Regions from separate parts of the Triticum aestivum genome. Here region 1 is linked to region 2. A link is a contact called in public Hi-C data. All regions are on one chromosome and are shown on one strand. Each heading gives the region's core, a stretch centred on a gene start, on an enhancer-like site or on the middle of the called end of the contact. The rest is flanking DNA. Distances are from core to core; before and after follow the strand shown.

The links. A called contact is a pair of places that touch in the nucleus more often than the background predicts.
Region 1: a contact with region 2 is called in a Hi-C map of leaf, with 2.5 times the contacts expected there. The contact joins the enhancer-like site here to the promoter of LOC123190025 in region 2. A contact is called at or near these places in 2 of 5 Hi-C or Micro-C datasets (leaf and root) and 1 of 1 datasets of contacts at active chromatin or transcription factors (leaf).

The regions. Positions count from the first base shown.
Region 1 is chr2A:656,674,800-656,680,416 of IWGSC CS RefSeq v2.1, reverse strand. No RefSeq gene overlaps it. Among protein-coding and RNA genes, the nearest start is that of LOC123190025, 34 kb to the right of the region's middle. Within about 2 kb of position 2,921, at least 2 of the 8 cell types and tissues checked have an H3K27ac peak or open chromatin away from gene starts, as enhancers often do. A contact at or near this core is called in leaf and root, where this site is marked.
Region 2 is chr2A:656,641,401-656,646,384 of IWGSC CS RefSeq v2.1, reverse strand. LOC123190025 (protein DETOXIFICATION 49) reads right to left here and starts at 2,365. Exons shown (of 1, transcript XM_044602570.1): 1 at 251-2,365. The coding sequence starts at 2,146. The coding sequence ends at 479.

The sequences.
Region 1 (5,617 bases), core at 1,672-4,171, 33 kb before region 2:
CTGTGGTTGAGTTGGTTAGGTGGACAGTGGTATCCTCAACCCACCAGGGTTCAAATCCTGGTGCTCGCATTATTCCTGGATTTATTTCAGGATTTCCGGCGATATGCTTTCAGTGGGAGGAGACGTTCCCGTCGACGACGAGGTGCATGCGGTGACTTCGTAAATCTCAAGATGATATGCACGTCAACGACGAGGTGTCTGCGGTGACTTCGTAAATCTCAAGATGATATGCCGGCTCAGTCTCTCGGAGGTGCTCATAGGGATAGGGTGTGCGTGTGTGCGTTCATAGAGGTGAGTGTATGCGCGTGTATATGAGCGCTTGTGTCTGTACTGATGCTCAAAAAAAAAATACTCTACAATCTAAAGATTAAAGATTGGTCTTGCATGTCTGGTCCGGAAGTTCGTTTTGGGGCTAAAGTATGGCATGGCCTTCTATTGATTTTTGTTTAAGGACATCTCCATATGATATATGGATACATATAACTCAGAACTAATGGCTATTATTAGTACATATATACTTGAGATGGTAGATAGTGCTTTGTGGTTTTTTTTCTTCAAAAAGGAGGATAACCCCTGGCCTGATAATGCTTGTGGTGTATAGCAAAAAAGACCTTTTATGTTACTTTGCACGCATTATGTACTGTATCCAACAGTTCATTATTCGTCAACGGCGTGAAATGCACACCAGATTGGCTGCGATGATTTGGCTATGCATTGACTTTGTTTGTGTATTATAACTTCATTGCTTTATTTATAAAGCGGGATGAAAGCCTTTTTTATATTATAACTGACGTTTCAACAGCAGAACATCATGAGACAGTTCGTAATAGTACACCATGCAGCAAAGTCAGATTCTAAAGAATTCGAAAAATGAATTCAGCAAGTACTCGGTTGTACTAGCTGCGTTTACTTTTTAATCTGCTGTACGGATTAGACGCAAATGTAAGCGGAAATGGGTCAAATAATAAACTCTAAAGTAGACAAAATGGGTTGGGCAAACGGGATTATTATAATCTACCGCAATGTGAAACACAACCTTGGGGGCGATTTTCATCAAACATGTACCTTTAGTTTATGGTTCTTCAGTTAACTGTATCCACATTCCCGCAATTAAACCTGTATCGGTAGGATTATAACTGTTCATCTAGCAGCTTCTTCAGTTTTACCATGTGGTTTCCCATTTGTGACTTGTCTTCCAATACCTTCGTCCCTGCATCAATAGTAGAACCAGCTGTCGAATTTATAAGAAAATTTTGAACATCTGAATTTCCTTTCGGTTATAAAGTTTTTGTTTTATACGATTCTGCTTCTGCGGGTATTGAAAAAGTTCTAGGAAATATGCACGCTATGAGCTTTACCAAAGTGAGCTTCTTTCTATCAAAAGGAGATCCTTTACCGAACTAGTAGTACTTTGGATATGTTCGGTTATTCGGCAAGTGCGGTGTGCCACTTCCGCTCTGAACACTGCAAGTGTTAATCTATTGACAGATAACTAGATAAGCACTTTACCTCTGTCCATCCTGGCACAGTTCCTTCACTTCAAACAGATTCTTCAAGGACGGTTGACACATGACAGCACGTAGCAAAGTACACCACATAATACGGAGCAGTGTGCATTGACAAGAGCACTGACAAAGATGCATGTATATCGGCCATAGCACTAAGCCACTCACCACAACCAACAGAACCTCCATCGGAGATTCGGAGGGCACCCCCCTGGACCGGAACCGGTGCGAGCTCCAATCATTTTGAAACTGCTAAACTATTGAGACGCATAGCCAACAGTCAACACACCACCTCCTATCATCTCCATGCATATGCATGAGCGCTCCTTTTCCTTGCTTTATTATCGTCTTCCGTTCCGAGATTCTGATTCCGCGCTCGTTGCTCCCTCGCCCTCATGGCTGCTCTGCCCAGTTCTGTCCTAGGACGAGTGAAGCCCTAGATAATGTGATCCCTCAGACGACGTTGTTTTACTAGCTTATCCCAGCTGATTGATATGCTAAACAAAGCAATCTGAGCTAAGAAAAAGCTTACCCATGAGACCCCACATACATTACAGACTTAGTACAGTAGTGGCTACAGTACCTAATACTAGCAGTACAGCGTAGCCATATGAAACCTTATCTTTGCGGGTTATCTATCTAACTTTCTGTATTTTTGGTCGTCGAGCTTGACATTCCCCAGCCGAGCGAACGTGCACCTTGAAGAGGGACGAGGAATCCGGGAGAAGAAAACGATATCTCCCCGCCTCTTCTCCCGCGCTGCACCCGTCGCCGGTTGACGAGGCGTGCCTCATGCAGTTAACGGAACCCGGATGCAATCAGGCCTTAAATTATGGGCCTAAATAGTACAGTAATGCAAGGTAGCAACCTGCTGCTGTGCTGCAGCCTGATTTTGACAGCAGTACAAGTCCTCGTGCGACCGTGCGTGCGTGCGTACATGTAGGAACGGAAGAAAATCAAACCCAGCATCTCTGCATCTGGAAGGACCAAATCAGGGGGAGAGCGAGAGCAGATGACCGAGACTGAAGAGCGGGAAGATTTTACGTGTCTCGGGCCGAAACGGATGGCAACACGACATGGTACGGTCAGACATGCATTGCCAACCTTGTGCTTGGACTAGGTCATAACTCATACGTACGTACGTACCGGGGAATCACCTGGCTGGATCGTATTAGTAGTAAGTTTCCCCAGGTTGTTCCATCATTTTCCTCAAGGTTGGGTCGAAACCGGAAAAGACCGGTGCCGACGAGCGACGGCGCTGAATGTTTCCTCGGAAGCAACCAATTCAGCGGTCCAGCTTGGGCGCCCCGAGTGCGACCGCCGCCGCGTCGTCGGCGGCCGTCTAATGACCACCCCGACGCACCAACCAACCAACCGCTCGCTGTCACGACTTTCCACCGGTGCAGGTGCAACGCGGCCCGCCCCATCGCCACCCGCTTCCACAACTGGCCAGCAGCGACGCACGGGGACGGGACGGATGGATCCACCGTCACCCGACTGGATTTTCCCCCGGATCGCCCCGTGCTCCCCGCCACCAGACACGGCCGTCACGAGCCCCTCGCCCGCCGCTGCCCCCGGCCGGTGCAGAAAAGGCGAAACCAGCTCACGGGTCACGAGGGCCGGCCGTCGCCCTCAGCCATATCTCCCGGCGACGTGCGTGGTTTCTCTTCCCCCCGGCCTAGCCTAGCTCGGCTGGCCGCTGTTCAAAGCGCGGCGGTGTTGCGGCCGCGGCAAGATAGACACGTTCGTTCTTTTCGCGGCGGGTTTGCCGTGGCGGAATTGAATTGACCACACTAGTTTACAGTTCGTGTTTTAGGCATCAGTCCATCCATCTTAATCTGCACGGGTCATCGACTCGGCCGCTTTTCGCTCCTTCCGCTGCCGCACGAAAATGGCGTGCGTGCGTCGCGGTGGTGTCGTAGTCTCCGGATGCGTCCCGGAAGCTGAAACCGGTCGTCGGAAGCGACGGATCCTACTGGCCACGAACGCCACCGAACCACCGAGGACGAGGGTCTCATAACTCCACTAGGAAGCTGTTTGTTTCTTCGAGTGTTCTCCCGTTGAAACCAAGTCGCCAATGCCATGCATGCATGCGATGCGATGCGATTAGTATTCAGCTGCCGCCGCCGGCCGGCCGTGCGCCGGGCCGATCGAAGATGCATGCACGGCCAGGTGCGATCTATCGGCGTCGCTGTACGAGTCGGTGGATACTGGGTCCCGTGAGTTTGACAGGATTTGCGCGGCCGGTCGCCGGTCCGGCCGCCGTACTTGCACCGCTGACTCGTTTTATCTCTATATATAATCCAACCCACGCAACGCGAGTACGTACGAGCGAAACAATGGAAATCGCAAGGGAAGGACGTGGCCTGACGGCACAAGATAGGGGCCGTGCGTACGTGCCGACGTGGTGCGTGCCATCATGCAAGTAAAAATACTCCTAGATTGCCTTGGAAGAACAACAAAATATCGAATCTATCACAGGTCGTGCAGCTGTTAACAACGTCGAGTAGCCTTGGAGACGCGTACATGCATACAGCTACGCGACGATGGTAACGTACGGGAGAGGCAGGTTTTTCTAGTATTTGTTTTCCCCTTGATGTGATCCGGACGAGATGTCGACCTGCTCGATTGGCTCCATCGCCCATGGGTGAAGATATGCATGCATGGACGCCGCAACTCGAAGGTGGCGGCGGTGAACTAGAAGAAGCAAAAGGCTAATTTCGTTAAGAGAGAGATAAACACCAAGTGTGAAACGCGGTGATTCGTCTGTGTCCTCTAGTATCTTACGATCGATAATCTTCAAACTGTATATATATTATTATCATGAGAGAAGGTCCATAGGCTGGCCAAGACGTGATAGAGGACATATGAATGATGCATATGAGGAATAAGCTGAACGGCGACACGGTATAATTTACGGTTTTTGTCAAAGAAAAATTTGTGTGTGTGATAAAATATCAAGCAATGTTCTGCTGGTTTTTCTAGTCTTCGGTGCCCACTTCGACAACAAGGAGGGACGGGGCATGGGGACGATGGAGAAGTGTCGGAACACAGTCTAAGTATTTCTTCATGATGTATGTTGTGTATCTATGGTATGAGGTCTTGACAATGTAGGCAATGTTGTATCATACACAATTAAGAGTCACCTTGCCCAACCATCGTCCTAATGGTAATCATAGCCGAGATGACACACATTGGGAAGATTATTGTCCGACGATTCGACATGTTAAGGCGACAGTGAGGCCAAGTTTGTTCGCACAATGTGGTTCTCTAGTTTCACGTTTTTGTGTTCACAATCTTTCTTCCCGAAATACGGTAATGAAACAACAATTCAGGATCCTGTCTTGCGGTGGGTGTCTCCTTCCATCATAGTGGGTGTCTCCTTCCATCATAGTACGTTCAACGATATTATGTTCTTACCTATATTGGGGTGGGCGACGCATGCAACCTTTCAAAACCTATGGGTCAATCTAGCTTTTGCAGTTCCTCTGTAGTTTTTCCACTGTTAGCTCAAAACTCAAAAGACGGAGCCAGAGGAATCGACTTCGAAGAACTTTCATGTATGTTTTAGTGCATCAGTTATGTTTCAAGTCCTTCCTTGTTCTATTCATAAAAAAGAGAATTCTAGTTAACGGTTCCAATTCGTCCTGAATTTTATAGCATGTGACTAGGAATCCACTTTCTCTCCCTTTTCATCTGAATAGAAAGAAGCGAGAAGTTTCCTCCATCTGATGTATTTATTTATTTAATATATAGATATGAGTTCATTTAGAATATATACTTCAATCTTTACATTGTGGAGCTTACCTTACTTGGAATACTTAGAAGTAAAACACCCTTTTAGTTTATCGACACAACGACACATCTTTGCTATAGTCTAATTATGCCATAGATGTCTGATGTTAAAATAAAAACAAAATTGACTAGTAAAAAGATCTTTGAAGTTTAGTGCTCGGGAGATCAAATATGCCCCAAAACTTTTGACCGTTGCTAGCCTATTTTGTCCACAGATCGTTAGATATGTGAAAGCTATACATTTCAAATAGCATGATTCATTACATATGTATAGGTGGTACTCTTCTCCTTTTCTTTGCCTACTACTCCCTTCATCC
Region 2 (4,984 bases), core at 1,116-3,615:
CTGCAGCCAAGGAAGCCACGCGACTTTAGACCTGATGGTGCGTGCGGTTTTACTGGGTGGCCCGGTGACCGGGTCGTCACGCGGCCGGCCGGCCTCCCTGGACCAGACACCGACCCGGAGCAAGCGAAAGGGAAGCAGGGGACGGATTGTTCCTCTGTCTCAAAACTTACTTCCTTCCTTCCTTCCTTCCAACAAGTACTACTACTGCTGTTTTCAAAAAAAAAACCAAACAAGTACTACTACTACGTACTAGGAGGAGTAGATATTTTTCCCGATCTTCTCTAATAACAATCAGCAAAATCTTTACATGGCTACATTAGCAAATGTGAGCAAAATTTGTCAGCCCCTAGCTCCTCCCCCACCGCCCAAAATATGGCCAACGGGGGAGGGAATAAAAATGGTAAAAATAAGAAGCAGCAGAAGAGGGAGTAGATTACAATGCACACGCCCCCCGGCTCAAGCTGTGTCGTGGTAGCTATCAACACCGATCGTTCGGCCGCTCGATGTCCGCGTCGTCCATAAGCAGCCGCGACTTCTCGTCTCCGTCGGCCGCGCCAACTTTGCCCTGGGCGTCGGAGCCGGTGAGCTGCTTCGACCGCTTGGCCTCGGCCGCCCAGTCCGTGCGCCCGATCACCAGGAGCATGCGCACCATGCAGGTGGCCTGCGCCGCCAGCAGCCCCAGCCACAGGCCCTCGAAGTCGTAGTGGAACCAGAAGGCCAGCACCAGCGCCACCGGCGTCCCCACCAGGTAGAAGGACCGGAGGTTGATGTTGGCGGCGTCCTTTGGCCGCGCGCTGCCGCGCAGCACGCCGCACCCCGTCGTCTGCGGGCAGTTGCCCAGCTCGCACAGGCCCAGGATCGGCAGCACCGACGCGGTCAGCGCGATGATCGCCGGGTCGGCCGTGAACATGCTCGCCCACACGTTCCGGACGAGGAATGCGAACGCCGAGGCGAAGGCGCCGAACGCGAAGCCGAGCATGATCCCCGCCGTCGCCGCGCGGCTCGCCTGCTCCGGCTGCCCGGCGCCCAGCTCGTTGCTGACGCGCGTCGACACGCCGAAGCTGAGCGACGAAGGGAAGATGTATATGAGCGACGTGGTCTGGATCAGGATGCCCATGGACGCCACCGTGGCCTGCGGGTTCAGGAGCAGGCCGCACAGCAGGATCATGATCTCGTACCACCACCACTCGAGGCACACGCTCACGCAGCTCGGCAGAGCCAGGCTGATGAGCTCGCCCCACCCACGGAAGCTCTCGGCGGAGAGCGCGAAGCCGCCGGTGCGCTTGTGGACGCCTTTGAAGAAGATGTAGGCGAGAAGCAAGAGGAGCAGGTTCAGATTGGCCAGCACGGACGCCATTGCCACTCCCTTGACGCCGAGCCCGAGCACGGTCACCAGCACGTAGTTGATGGGCAGGTGGATGGCAATGGCGAGCGTGGCGCACACGGTGAGTGGCAGGTTTATGGACTGCATCCGGAGATATATCCTCACGGGATGGAGGAATGCCTGGAGGAGGAGGTCAGGCAGCGAGGCAAGAATGTAGGTCTCGGCGACGGCGGCGATGCCGGCGTCCTGTCCGCAGAGGAGGAGCAGAGGCCGCATGTGCATCCACAGGCCACCGATAGGGACGGCGGCCGCGATGAGGAGGAGCACCGTCCGCTGCACGGTGACACCAATGAGCGAGTAGTTACCCGCGCCGAATGCCTGGCCGCATATCGGCTCCATGCCCATGGCGAGGCCGGAGAGCACAGAGTATCCGGTGATGTTGGCGAAGCCGATGGCGAGGGAGCCGCCGGCGAGCGCCAGGCCGCCGAGACGGCCGAGGAAGAGCATCGAAATCATGGAGCGGAGGTAGAGCAGCAGCCCGGTGAGGATCATCGGGAATGCGAGGCCGAGAATGGAGCGCGCCTCGTCGCGGGCCGCGGTGGCCGACACGGGCGGCATCATCGGGAGCGCGATGCCCAAAGAAACGGACCAGGCTTCCTTCACCGCCCTGGCAAGCCGGCCGGGCGGCTTGCACGTGAGCACCGGCGCGGCCGCCTCGTCACCGCAGACCTGGACGACGACCTCCCCCGGCTTGGCGAGCAGGGGGGCGGTGATGACGCGGCCGTCCGGGCATGCCGCGGTGGCGCCTCCGCAGGACGTCATGGAGGGAAACAGAGGAGCGCTCTGCTCGTCGCCCTGCCGCTCGTGCGGTTCCGCAGAGCTTTTACGGCGCCGGGCGGTGTAACTCCCGGGCAATTTACCGCCTACTCAAGTACGACGCAGTTTAGTTTTGGACGGGGGAGAGAGAGAAAGAAAGGGGAGCGTTTTTTTCTCTTGTCTCCTCTTCGGAGGCGGGTGGTGCTTGGTAGGTGGAGCTCTGCGCCGCGCGGGGAAATGGGAGGCTCGCGGCGCCGCTTATATAGGCGCCGGAGGGGGGAGGGAGGGAGGGAGGGGTGCCGTTTACAATTACAATTCACACTTCTTTCTCGGGATGGTTTTTGTCGTTGCTGCTGTGTCCATCAGCGAGCCGCCCGTGTTAATTACCGTCCGTTTCTTCCGTCCCGTGGATACTTTCTACTCCTACCTCCGTGTTGAGCAACAGCATCAACTTGCTCTTTTTTCCCCCTTCAGTTACACACCTTCGCGTTAGCTTTTCTTTTTCCTTTTTGCGGATTTTGCCTTAACTAACTCGGTAACAGTCACTAGTAATTAAGTAGCATCGTCTGCAAAGGCTAGTCGCACTGGTCTAAGGTAATAAGGGCCTATTTGATTCCAAATAAGTCACCAACTTATAAGTCGAAAAGTGAAAAAAGTGACTTATTTTGCCAAACAGACCCGACTTATAAGTCATTCCAACTTATAAGTCATAAGTTGCTCCACCCCAACTTAAAACTTATAAGTCACCCCTCTTTTGCGTGGGTCCCACGACCTGCATGATGTTGATTGGTGTGGAAAGGTGTGTCAGGTGACTTATAAGTCAGGTGACAACCAAACAGGCGTGATTTATAAGTCACTAGTTTTAAGTCACCTGACTTATAAGTCGAGTGACTTATTGAAACCAAACAGGCCCTAAATCATAAGTCACTGCTAGTTGACAGGACTATTAATTTCATTAAAACCTTTGCTGTTGTCGGTTAACCAAATTTTAAGAGGATTGGGCAGGATTCTTGATCGGATGCATTTTGTCGATCGTGTCCATGACAAAAGATCCAGATACTAGAAAACATGGCATACGAACAAAGCTGGGTTCACAGGTATGGCTAGAGTAGTAGCGCCGTGCATTAGAATGTATGCAGGCACGGGCGAGATTTTGGTTGTCCATTTTCTTTATGTTTGACCCGCATTCCTTCGTTGTACTGAAGCTTTTTAAAAACCGATTCTTTCAACATACAAAACTATCAGGAAATGTAGGCAAGCGAATACATGTACGAATGCGTGTTATTTTACTAGACCTGGAGGGACAATGGCATTGTCTAAAGTTTTGCTTTGAGCTCATACATGGCCACGTTGCGAGAGGCAACCAACTTATCTCTTTGGAGCTGTAATGGTTTCTTTTATGCGTTGACAACGACAATTGCAGGCTTGGGATGAGAAAACAAAACACAAAGTCCACTGCAGGCAGGCTGGGGTATTGAAAGTCAAACTAGACCCTACTGATTCAGCGTGTTTTCTACTAAGAAAAGTCTCTGAATCGGCGGCATCACGCCGTACCTCGCCGGCCTGCAGCTAATAAACGGCCGGGAATAACTAAACTACGATGAGATAATGGGTTCCATAGACAAATGCCGTCTTCGTTTTTATATGTATATGTATACCCGTCATTTGTTGTGTCTGTCATCTTGTACTTTTCTAGTCACAAAATACAGCTCCAATGCTGCAAACCGATATTGTAAAAAACTGTTTGAAAAAGAGAAGTACAACCTTGCCGTGGCTTAGTTGAGAGATTGATGCCCCTTGGACCAATGCTTGAATTTGGATGGCAGACAGAGTGTGTGTGTTTTTTCTCTCTCCTTTTTTTCTCCTCTGAAGAGGAAGAGAGACACACCTACAGCTAGCGTACTTGGATATTGTTCTTCATGCTAACGACTAGTACGATCAAGAGAATTTCGAATGCCCAAGATGTTTATGATCGGTCGGTAAAGGCCGCAATAAGTCATAATAGGGTCGGCCATACGTGAGAAAAGCCATTGAACCAGACCTACCACCGTAGTTGGCTAGTGGTAAAATTATGGCACTAGTTGGAATCTTTACGGCTTGTTGTTAGCTACTAGTGGTAGCGATTTGAGGGTCTGATAACTAAGCTAAGCTAAGCCAAGGTGCTCTGCATCTTGCCGCCCTTGGTGCATCTTGCCCATAAAAGAAGAGGCAGGAACTTGTAGTTGGGCCGTGAGAAGCGGCAAGAAGCTTGCTTAAAACCAGGTGATTGGGAAACAATGGGCAGGTTCTCCCTCTCTCCCTCTCCCTCTCGCTCTCTCTCTCTCTCTCTCTCTCTCTCTCTCTCTCTCTCTCTCGGTGAGTTGGTGATGATGGAGATGCAAGTGTACATGTGGTTTTCACTTGCCCAATCCAGCGACGACCTAATCATTTGTGCCGCGATGCTACCCATATCAAGTAGCCTCTCTCACCCAACCCACTCGCTTCTTTCGGTCTTGGAGCAGATGCACACTAAGAATAGTAGTAATATGGGCCTGCGTATAGGGATTTCATGCATCATCATTATCTTGGACAGGTGCGCCGTGCAACATGCCATGTTACGCGTGAGCAAATCTAGGCCTCTCTGCCCTGCAACTTGCATTGTGTGAGGTCCGGTCCAAGCCAACATGCATGCATGCATGCATGCGCAGTACTGTAGTATGTGCGGCTTTGCTTAATACCTGCGCATACATGGGGATTGGGGAACTCGATTAGTGCATGCACCTTAGGGCACCACACTAATTTGCAAAGACCAAGCGGGCGTACTTAGTACTCCCTTCGGTCCTTTTTACTCTGCACATTGGTTTT